Regions from separate parts of the Bicyclus anynana genome. Here region 2 is linked to region 1. The links are chromatin contacts, called in public Hi-C maps. All regions are on one chromosome and are shown on one strand. Each heading gives the region's core, a stretch centred on a gene start, on an enhancer-like site or on the middle of the called end of the contact. The rest is flanking DNA. Distances are from core to core; before and after follow the strand shown. Region 1 has its middle 11 kb from the start of LOC128198607. Region 2 overlaps LOC112051929 (kynurenine/alpha-aminoadipate aminotransferase, mitochondrial).

The links. Hi-C and Micro-C count contacts between places; a contact is called where the count stands out from the background.
Region 2: a contact with region 1 is called in a Hi-C map of whole body, with 6 times the contacts expected there. The contact joins two enhancer-like sites. A contact is called at or near these places in 2 of 2 Hi-C or Micro-C datasets (whole body and whole larva).

What each region holds. Positions count from the first base shown.
Region 1 is chr2:146,838-151,284 of ilBicAnyn1.1, reverse strand. No RefSeq gene overlaps it. Among protein-coding and RNA genes, the nearest start is that of LOC128198607, 11 kb to the right of the region's middle. Within about 2 kb of position 2,409, at least 2 of the 8 cell types and tissues checked have open chromatin away from gene starts, as enhancers often do.
Region 2 is chr2:246,229-250,675 of ilBicAnyn1.1, reverse strand. It overlaps LOC112051929 (kynurenine/alpha-aminoadipate aminotransferase, mitochondrial), which reads left to right. Exons shown (of 7, transcript XM_024090787.2): 6 at 1,997-2,194. Among protein-coding and RNA genes, the nearest start is that of LOC112051929, 9.2 kb to the left of the region's middle. Within about 2 kb of position 2,190, at least 6 of the 8 cell types and tissues checked have open chromatin away from gene starts, as enhancers often do.

The DNA of each region.
Region 1 (4,447 bases), core at 1,160-3,659:
TACAAAAAATCTTAATAAGGAAAGAAGGGATATGTAAATAAAAGATTTGGTTATTATTCTTTACGAATAAAATAGGTATAATACTTAGGTACGAATACGTAAACTGTTTATTGTACTATCGATATAAAATATTTTTCAGTCACTATTATACATTTATTTGTAAATTAAAAGCCACCAATTGAACCGCAATTTATTTGTAAATTGTGGTTCGTTTGTCAAAGTTATAAATGATAAATCTTTAAATAACTATTATAAAGAGGAGAGATTTGATTATATGCTTGTTTATTTGTTTGCAGTAAATGGGCTCTGAAACTACTGAGCCGATTTAAAAAATTCTTTCATAGTTGTACCTTTTAAAGTGCTACTCAGTCTTCAGAACTTAGTCGTCGCGTCATAAGGACGCTGGCTCCTACACTATAAAAGTGGTTGCGGGATAATTATAAGTAAACACGGTTAGCACGGAACGCGCGCATTAGCGGCACCGCCCGCCACGCCGCCGACAAATGGACGGTCGGGCCCCGGCCGCAGCGCGCGGAGAATAATGTGCTACATTCACGGTAACATTCCAATGTTTATTATTAATTGAGTTTTATCAATCACACAGTCGGCGCATAAATGTTTTCCAGTTTCGGCGTCAACGAAACAACAGAAAACTAATAGATCATCATTGTTAGCCTATATTGTACCGGCCCACAACAGCGCCAGGCCGCCCGATATGTAGCTTACACCCGCCACGCTGCTCCAATGCTGGTTGGCGGGCTGAGGGTGTTGCAGCACCAGTGTCAGTTGTTCACGGCAATGACCGGAGCCGGCGGCGTTCCGTGCTCCGCGAGGCACGCGGGTGGAGCACCGACAACCTTCCGGCTGACAATTTTAACTGAAATATTCTTAGAACCAGGAATTGAACCAACGATACGGCTGATAGATACTGTGCCTAATAGAAATATAGATAGTTTGTAGTATTATTAAATAGTTACCTACTTGTAGTAGATAAGTTATTTTGAATTATATTTTAAAACACAAAAAAATATAGGACCATCTTTGCGGTAAATAAAACATATATTTTCCTATACGTAAGTACTGTTCATCTCATAATTATTTTATTTTTGTAAAAAATTTCAATAAAAAATTGAAAGACGCTACGAGATATACCATCGGCTATTACGAGTATTTATTTTGCTTTAAGTATGAGCTGCGCGCCATCTGTTGTCGAGCGTCATGATGTGAACCCACACTCAACGATCTTAAATATAAAGTAAAATAAAAAAATAATCTCCTTCTAAATTGTAATATTATTTCAATGTTAGTATATTGCTCTACATTAATTACTTTCAATATTTATTAGAGACTAAGGACTAAATTGCCGGTTACAGTTACTACTAGAAGTGCTGCTACTCACCGCAGCAGCGCTGCAGTCGACCTGATTTTTAATTACTCTTGTAGCTTCAGGCGCGGGGCGAGGCAGGCGGCGGCGGCGCGGGGCGCGGGGAGCCGACGACAATTTGCAATTCAAAGCCGCTGAAAAAACCTAAAACACCCGACACACAGCCCTTTGGCACTCGCCTGGGGACAGAGACCACCGTAGATGCGACTTTTTTATTTTTTTTATTTCCATTTACCATTATAGTAGGTACTAACAATTATATTAAAAGTTCAGGCAACTCACGTATGTGGGGCACAAGAAAAAAATATTAATTCCAATAACATTTCCATTAGGTATTAATAAAAATACATATCATAAATTTAATAATTACTATAATTATTACAATAGAACCCTTGAGGCGGATTTATTCTTTTTCGGTTAAAAAGTCATATTTTATTTTATAATAGGTATACTTTATCATGCAAAAAAATGTTTAATGATGTCCAAAATTCATTAATATTTTCTTTTTCTTAAGCTCATACTCGTAGCTTCTCGGCGGAGAACCGTCGAGCCAGGGGCTTTGATTTTGCCAGCTGCCACCTTACAGTTACGCCAATGCATGCTCTTATTTCTAAAACAGAAACAAACACATCTTTATTTCTGTTTATAATATTCTGATAATGTTAATAAAGCGATATGAGTCACACACTCACAGTCACCTCACAGTATTATAATCACTAGAAATGATCTAAAATTTGATAACTGTAACTACATATTTTGTATTACTTAGTTAAATAACTATTTCGTTTTGGATTTTGTTAACAATAAGCTTTACGGAATACGAAAAATGCAGTTGTTATTGATTTGATGTTAATTCTATTAACTTCCGTCAAAGTTAGTGAATTGACGGGCTGTACAAAGTATTGCAGAAAGTGCTCATCAAATCGAGCACAGTAAAGTGTCATTGTCGGCAGCGTGGCGACTCCACGCGCGCGCTGTGCGGCGCCGCGCTCTCTCGGAGGTGAATTTCGTTAGGTTTCATTTGTTTAGCCGTAATTGCTGCAGATATCGCGCCCCCGCCCCCGCCCCCGCTCTTATTGGATTGCCTTATTGCTTCATAAAGCAACCAACCACTTTGTTTCGATTCTTTGACGACGACACTTCATTACAGCGCCCTCTACCGTCGACATGCAGCACTTACTCGCAGCTAATGAATTTGCCCTTTACATTGACTCTTCTAATTGGAATCTTTTATTACATCAATTTATTTGTTTGCAGATTGTATAGTTACATTAGCTGGTGTGATAATAAATCTGGCATGTATGTCTTACTTATACACCTAGGTAGTTTACAGATTTTAAATTAACTTTAAATAAATAAAATAAACAACAGAAGTCTTGAATAAATTAAAATAAAATTAACTGCCACCGACCATAATTTCTGTTGAAACAAAATTAATTATGATAAATGTACTCTTAAAAAATTAATAAATTATTAATAATTATATTTTACTATGTTAAAATTTAAAATTAAATGTCTGCTTGAAAATATTTTACAAAACATACCTATTCTTACACGCTTGCAATTATTTCAGATTAAATTTGAATTATATTTCTAAAAATAAGCTGTTAAGTAGGTTATATACAATGTGTAATTTCTGAAATAAAATAGGCAAGTAAAGACTTTCTAAAAAAACGTAATGATATTGTATATTATTAGATATGGCACTAGCGCGTCGAAACTGAGGCTACGGCAACGGCGCCCAATATCTCACTCGTTATTTAATTTAGTCGCTTAGTAAACTACAAAGGTTATTTAAACATAATAATACCTAAATGTTGTTTACAACGTCGTGTAGTGCTTTCAACTGTTCAGTCCGCGCTTTTTGTAAATTTACAGCGCTGTGACATCATTGGTTTCCACGGCAACTTGGTTCTTAGGGACTATTTATTTTTGGCATACTTACCATAGAAATAAATTCGAATAAAACTTGTTGTAGGCGAATATTTTATCGACGATTATAAAATAGCGGAGTCGCACACAGGAAGTGTTAAACTATTTATGTAACTATACATAAATATATAATATAAGTAGCTAATTAGGTGTACACAAAATTGTGCAGGTGGGAGATCAGTAGAGTAGCTGAGTTTGAAACACTTTTTGCGGTGATTTCATACGCACTGTTACGTGCGTATAAAATTGTCATATCTAATAGTATAAAATATCGTTGATCTACCATAGAAAACGCAAAGCTAACGCTGTGGAAAACTGTAGATACCAAACCTACCAAAGTTTCACGGGTACCTACCAAAGTTTCATTTCCATACTTACTTCATTCTCTAAATCATAATTAATATTTTAACATACGTTACTAAGTAGGAGGGCAAGGACAATATGTTACATATATACAGACAAATTTGAAGAGGAAGGATTTGTTCTTAATTTGTTGACCAAATCTTGGAAGCTAAATACAAACCATTTCTCAAAAAAACAGCATTTATAATGGGTGGATTGCATAGACATCTAACAGTGCCACCTAGCGGTGTACATTTGTAACGCTAAGTGTTAACATTCCTGGGTTCCTATTTATTCGTCAGTCTTGTTACATCAGCGCCACCTAGAAAGGAAAAGATAAAACATTCTAGTTACAAATAAATGACACAGATGGAAGATAAAAATAATAAATTATGTCAAGTGTGATTTTAATACTAAGTAAAATAATTATTCATTACTTATTGTATGACATTATGTAATAAACAATTATTTTACTTATTCTTAAAATACAATTAATAGAACATTATGCAAGACTAAATTACAAGTTGCCTTATTATTTTTTCTTTATTATATTTTATATTTCAAGTATATTTCTTCAAGTTCTTGCCTGATAGAAACTTCAAAATCACAACCAAATAGATCGGCCTAGGTATTAATCAAAGTTCATGGATTGGTGAACTGATGGTCTGATGGACTGGTGGACTTGTAGACTGGTGCTGGCGGTGACTGTTGAGAGTTGTCTTCGACACAAAAAAGCAGAATTGTTAAGCAAGTATAATTGCATAATACGCCAATGAGTACCGATTCGCG
Region 2 (4,447 bases), core at 941-3,440, 100 kb before region 1:
CAAGTTCAAACATGCCACTATCTTTACTTTGTATACAAACAGTCGCTTACTAAGACTTTTCTATCTGTGAGCTGTCGATGACTCTCATCTCTAATGATATACTCGTAGGTCTTAAACATCTGTAGCCGACACTCGAACAACATTATCGGTGATGCATATTCATTTGAGAAACATAACAAAATAGCTCTAAACAAGCAAAGTTAAACAAACCTGTAAAATATATACGAAAGCCCGTTACCGTAGGGTACTGAGAGTATTGTATAATGTTCCGGTCCTATGACTATGTTTGCGACCAAGTTGAAGTTCGGTTTGTACTAAAAATCAAAACAGAATATTATACTCAAAAATATATTATTTAATAAAAATTTTAATAAAAAAAATTCAACCGACTTCCACCTCGAAAATTAACCTAAACTAAAAAGCAAAAAATAACATCTTACCTATATGCTACCTTCTGATCAGTTTGAAGGCGGTGCCAATCCAGTGTCATGTTTTAATTAAAGCCGTTTCTGAAAGGACCACAGAAATTTTGTAATTTAAACGGCTTAAATTAAAACATCACTGGCTTGGCACAGCCTTCAAACTGATCAGAAGGTAGCATATAGGTAAGATATTATTTTTTGCTTTTTAGTTTAGGTTAATTTTCGAGTTGGAAGTCGGTTGAATTTTTTTTATTAAAATTTTTATTTTTAAATTTTTAGTGTTAGCACACCTACTGAGTGTGAACACAAATGAAACGTTATTTTCTTATAATAAGTATCTAAGTCCTATAATCCCACAATCCACACAAAATTTCACTGCCCCTTTATCCACACGTAACATGAATATTGAGAAAAACGTGAATGGTGACTGTCCCCCGTCTTCATCACCAGACCCCCTATACAGTCACAACCCATCTAGGTGGAAAGTACTCATCAATACAAATAAATCAAGCCCAAACAAAAGGTACCTGCTGTAAATCGTTGACGAGTTCCATCGTCTGTGTTTCGGCTCCATCATCAGACCAACTCCCGACCTTCATAAAATTGTAGTGGTTTAAAATACCTTATGGAAAACACTAACAAACGCACTAGCCGTCCTTACGATTTTCGAAAGTTCCCCTCAATTTCTCCAGGATGCCATTATCAGATCCTGACATGAAAAAAATGGGACCACCCTGAAATCAAACCCTTCAAAACAAAAAAGAATTTTCCAAATCGGTCCACAAATGATGGAATTATCGCTGGACATACATAAAAAAAAAAACATACATACAGCCGAATGTAGAACCTCCTCCTTTTTGGAAGTCAGCTAATTAATATAAGACAATACCACGTTTCACCCGCATAGTTCCCATTCCCGTGATAATACGGAGATAAAATATGGCTTTGTCGTAGAAAAATTTTCAAATCTGTTCAGCAGATCCAGGGCTCATCCAGTACATTATCACAAACTTTACTTCTTTATAATATTGGTACGGATTAGTATAGATAATGTAGCCTATGTTAACACTGAACCTTCCTTTAGATATGTTATCGGTTAAATTAAATCATCACTAATCAATTTAGTTAATTATAATTACTGTTATCTCGTGACGTCACAGTTAAACGGACGACATCGCTATTGGGCGGCGGCAGGCAAACAAAATAGTTCGCGAAGTTAATCGTCGTTTGTGTTGATAGCGGGATTAGCGCTGACAGCTTGATGTATCCGCGCGTCGGAGCACGTGAGCCAGTGCTGAGAGTACCCAATTATACATAAATAATACCTACTGCAATCTTTATTGATGCATTTTTGACCTCCAATAAGGAGACCCTTCCCACTGAGCTACTCGTAGACGACGGGTTTTTACCTTTCTTTGCTTTTTTTAAGTATCTCGTCGCTTATAGCCCGAAGCCCGAAGATTTCTAGCCTAAAGGTCGGACTAAAAAAATATCTTATAAGATCTTCCTCAAACCATTCAGAGTGTGTCGCGAGTGCTAAGACGCAGATTATGTAGCAGTGTGTTCTGTTGCAGGCGATCTCGTTCCACCTGATCACCGACCGCGACGCGCTGGCGACGCACCTGCTGGCGACGCGCGCCTTCTACGAGCAGCGGCGCAACGCGCTGAGCGGAGCCCTGCGCGGCGCCGGCGACTTGCTGCAGTGGAGCGAGCCGGCCGGCGGGCTGTTCCACTGGGTGCGCGTGCGCGGCGTGCGCGACGTCTACAACCTGGTGAGAGAGAGCACTTGCACGAGCGAGCCCTGCGCGCCGCCGGCGACTTGCGTATTGATGACGACTTGCCACCTAGTTAGGTTGTGACTGTCATTAGGGCTCTGATGATGAATACGAAGGACAGGTAATGGAACTCCTCGACGGTGTACAGTAGCTATCTTGTGATTGGGCTTGATTTATTTGTAATGATGAGGACTTGCCACCTAGATAGGTTGTGACTGTAATTAGGGCTCTGATGATGAATACGAAGGACAGGTAATGGAAACTCCTCGACGGTTTACAGTAGCTATCTTGTGATTGGGCTTGATTTATTTGTAATGATGAGGACTTGCCACCTAGATAGGTTGTGACTGTAATTAGGGCTCTGATGATGAATACGAAGGACAGGTAATGGAACTCCTCGACGGCTTACAGTAGCTATCTTGTGATTGGGCTTGATTTATTTGTAATGATGAGGACTTGCCACCTAGATAGGTTGTGACTGTAATTAGGGCTCTGATGATGAATACGAAGGACAGGTAATGGAAACTCCTCGACGGTTTACAATAGCTATCTTGTGATTGGGCTTGATTTTTTTTAATGATGAGGACTTGCCACCTAGATAGGTTGTGACTGTCATTAGGGCTCTGATGATGAATACGAAGGACAGGTAATGGAACTCCTCGACGGCTTACAGTAGCTATCTTGTGATTGGGCTTGATTTATTTGTAATGATGAGGACTTGCCACCTAGATAGGTTGTGACTGTAATTAGGGCTCTGATGATGTATACGAAGGACAGGTAATGGGAACTCCTCGACGGTTTACCATAGCTATCTTGTGATTGGGCTTGATTTTTTTTTTAATGATGAGGACTTGCCACCTAGATAGGTTGTGACTGTCATTAGGGCTCTGATGATGAATACGAAGGACAGGTAATGGAACTCCTCGACGGCTTACAGTAGCTATCTTGTGATTGGGCTTGATTTATTTGTAATGATGAGGACTTGCCACCTAGATAGGTTGTGACTGTCATTAGGGCTCTGATGATACGAAGGACAGGTAATGGAACTACTCAACGGTTTACAGTAGCTACCTTGTGATCTGGCTTAATCAATTTGTATTCATGGGGACTTTGCACCTGGTGAGAGAGAGCACTTGTCCGAGCGGAGCCCTGCGCGGCGCAATGGTAACGATACTTAATGGAATTCCTCGACGGCTTACAGTAGCTACCTTGTGATTAGGCTTGATTTATTTGTATTGATGATTACTTGCCACCTAGATAGGTTATGACTGTCATTAGGTGTCTGATAATGGAGACAAGGGACAGTTAATGCTACGCTATTCCATCTAAAATTTTAACACACACGGAGCATTCATACCTTGGGGGAATTTTTTTTGCCTAGATCTAAATCTAGTATAATTACACTAAACATTGAAAAATTAAAAAATAAATAAAGAAATACAGCCAACTTCAAAAGCATAAAACGTACCGACTTAACTAAAAAGCGAAAAATAACATCATATTATGTTACATTATCATTACCATATTACCTACTGATCAGTTTGAAGACGGTGCTACTAATGTGTACCTACAACAACTCAAAGCGAAATTTACCTTAACCTTGGAAAGAGTTACAGAAGCTTACGTCATACTTAAAGTTTTACATAATGTACAGTCATGACGTACGGTAAATATAACGCACCTCTTGCAATGCATCAGAAAGTTGATGAATAAGCACTTCTGCATAAGATTTACGAAAGCTGAATCAATCATAATTATGAAAGATTAATAAATGAACAGATAAGATAGTCAGCTCCTCGCTGTAATCTCTCGCACGACGGTGTGCTGTCGCAAACAACACGCTGGTAATAATCTCTGGTAAATCCCAAATGCATGAAATATTCTGTTATTGTTTACTTCAAATTTTCAGATACAATTTTTAGTATAGAGTTTTGTCTGATTTTTGTTATGCAAGTGTTCTTACTTCTCTTCTTCTTATTAGGTACACTTAAATAATATTTGTTTTTTTATTTATGTTTTAAAACCAGATTTAAGTTTCATGTTATTTTGCGTGAACTATAGGTAGCTTTACCTTATAATAGGTACGTTAATCCAATAAATTCTTATATTAACGTGTATACTATACTTACGTAACGTAACTTGCCATCATTTTTGTATAATGCATGTAAGTACCTACGCATAGTATTATAAAGACGACGTATTTTTAAAACTTTTGTTATACCTAAACATAACGAGTATTGTTAGCTATCC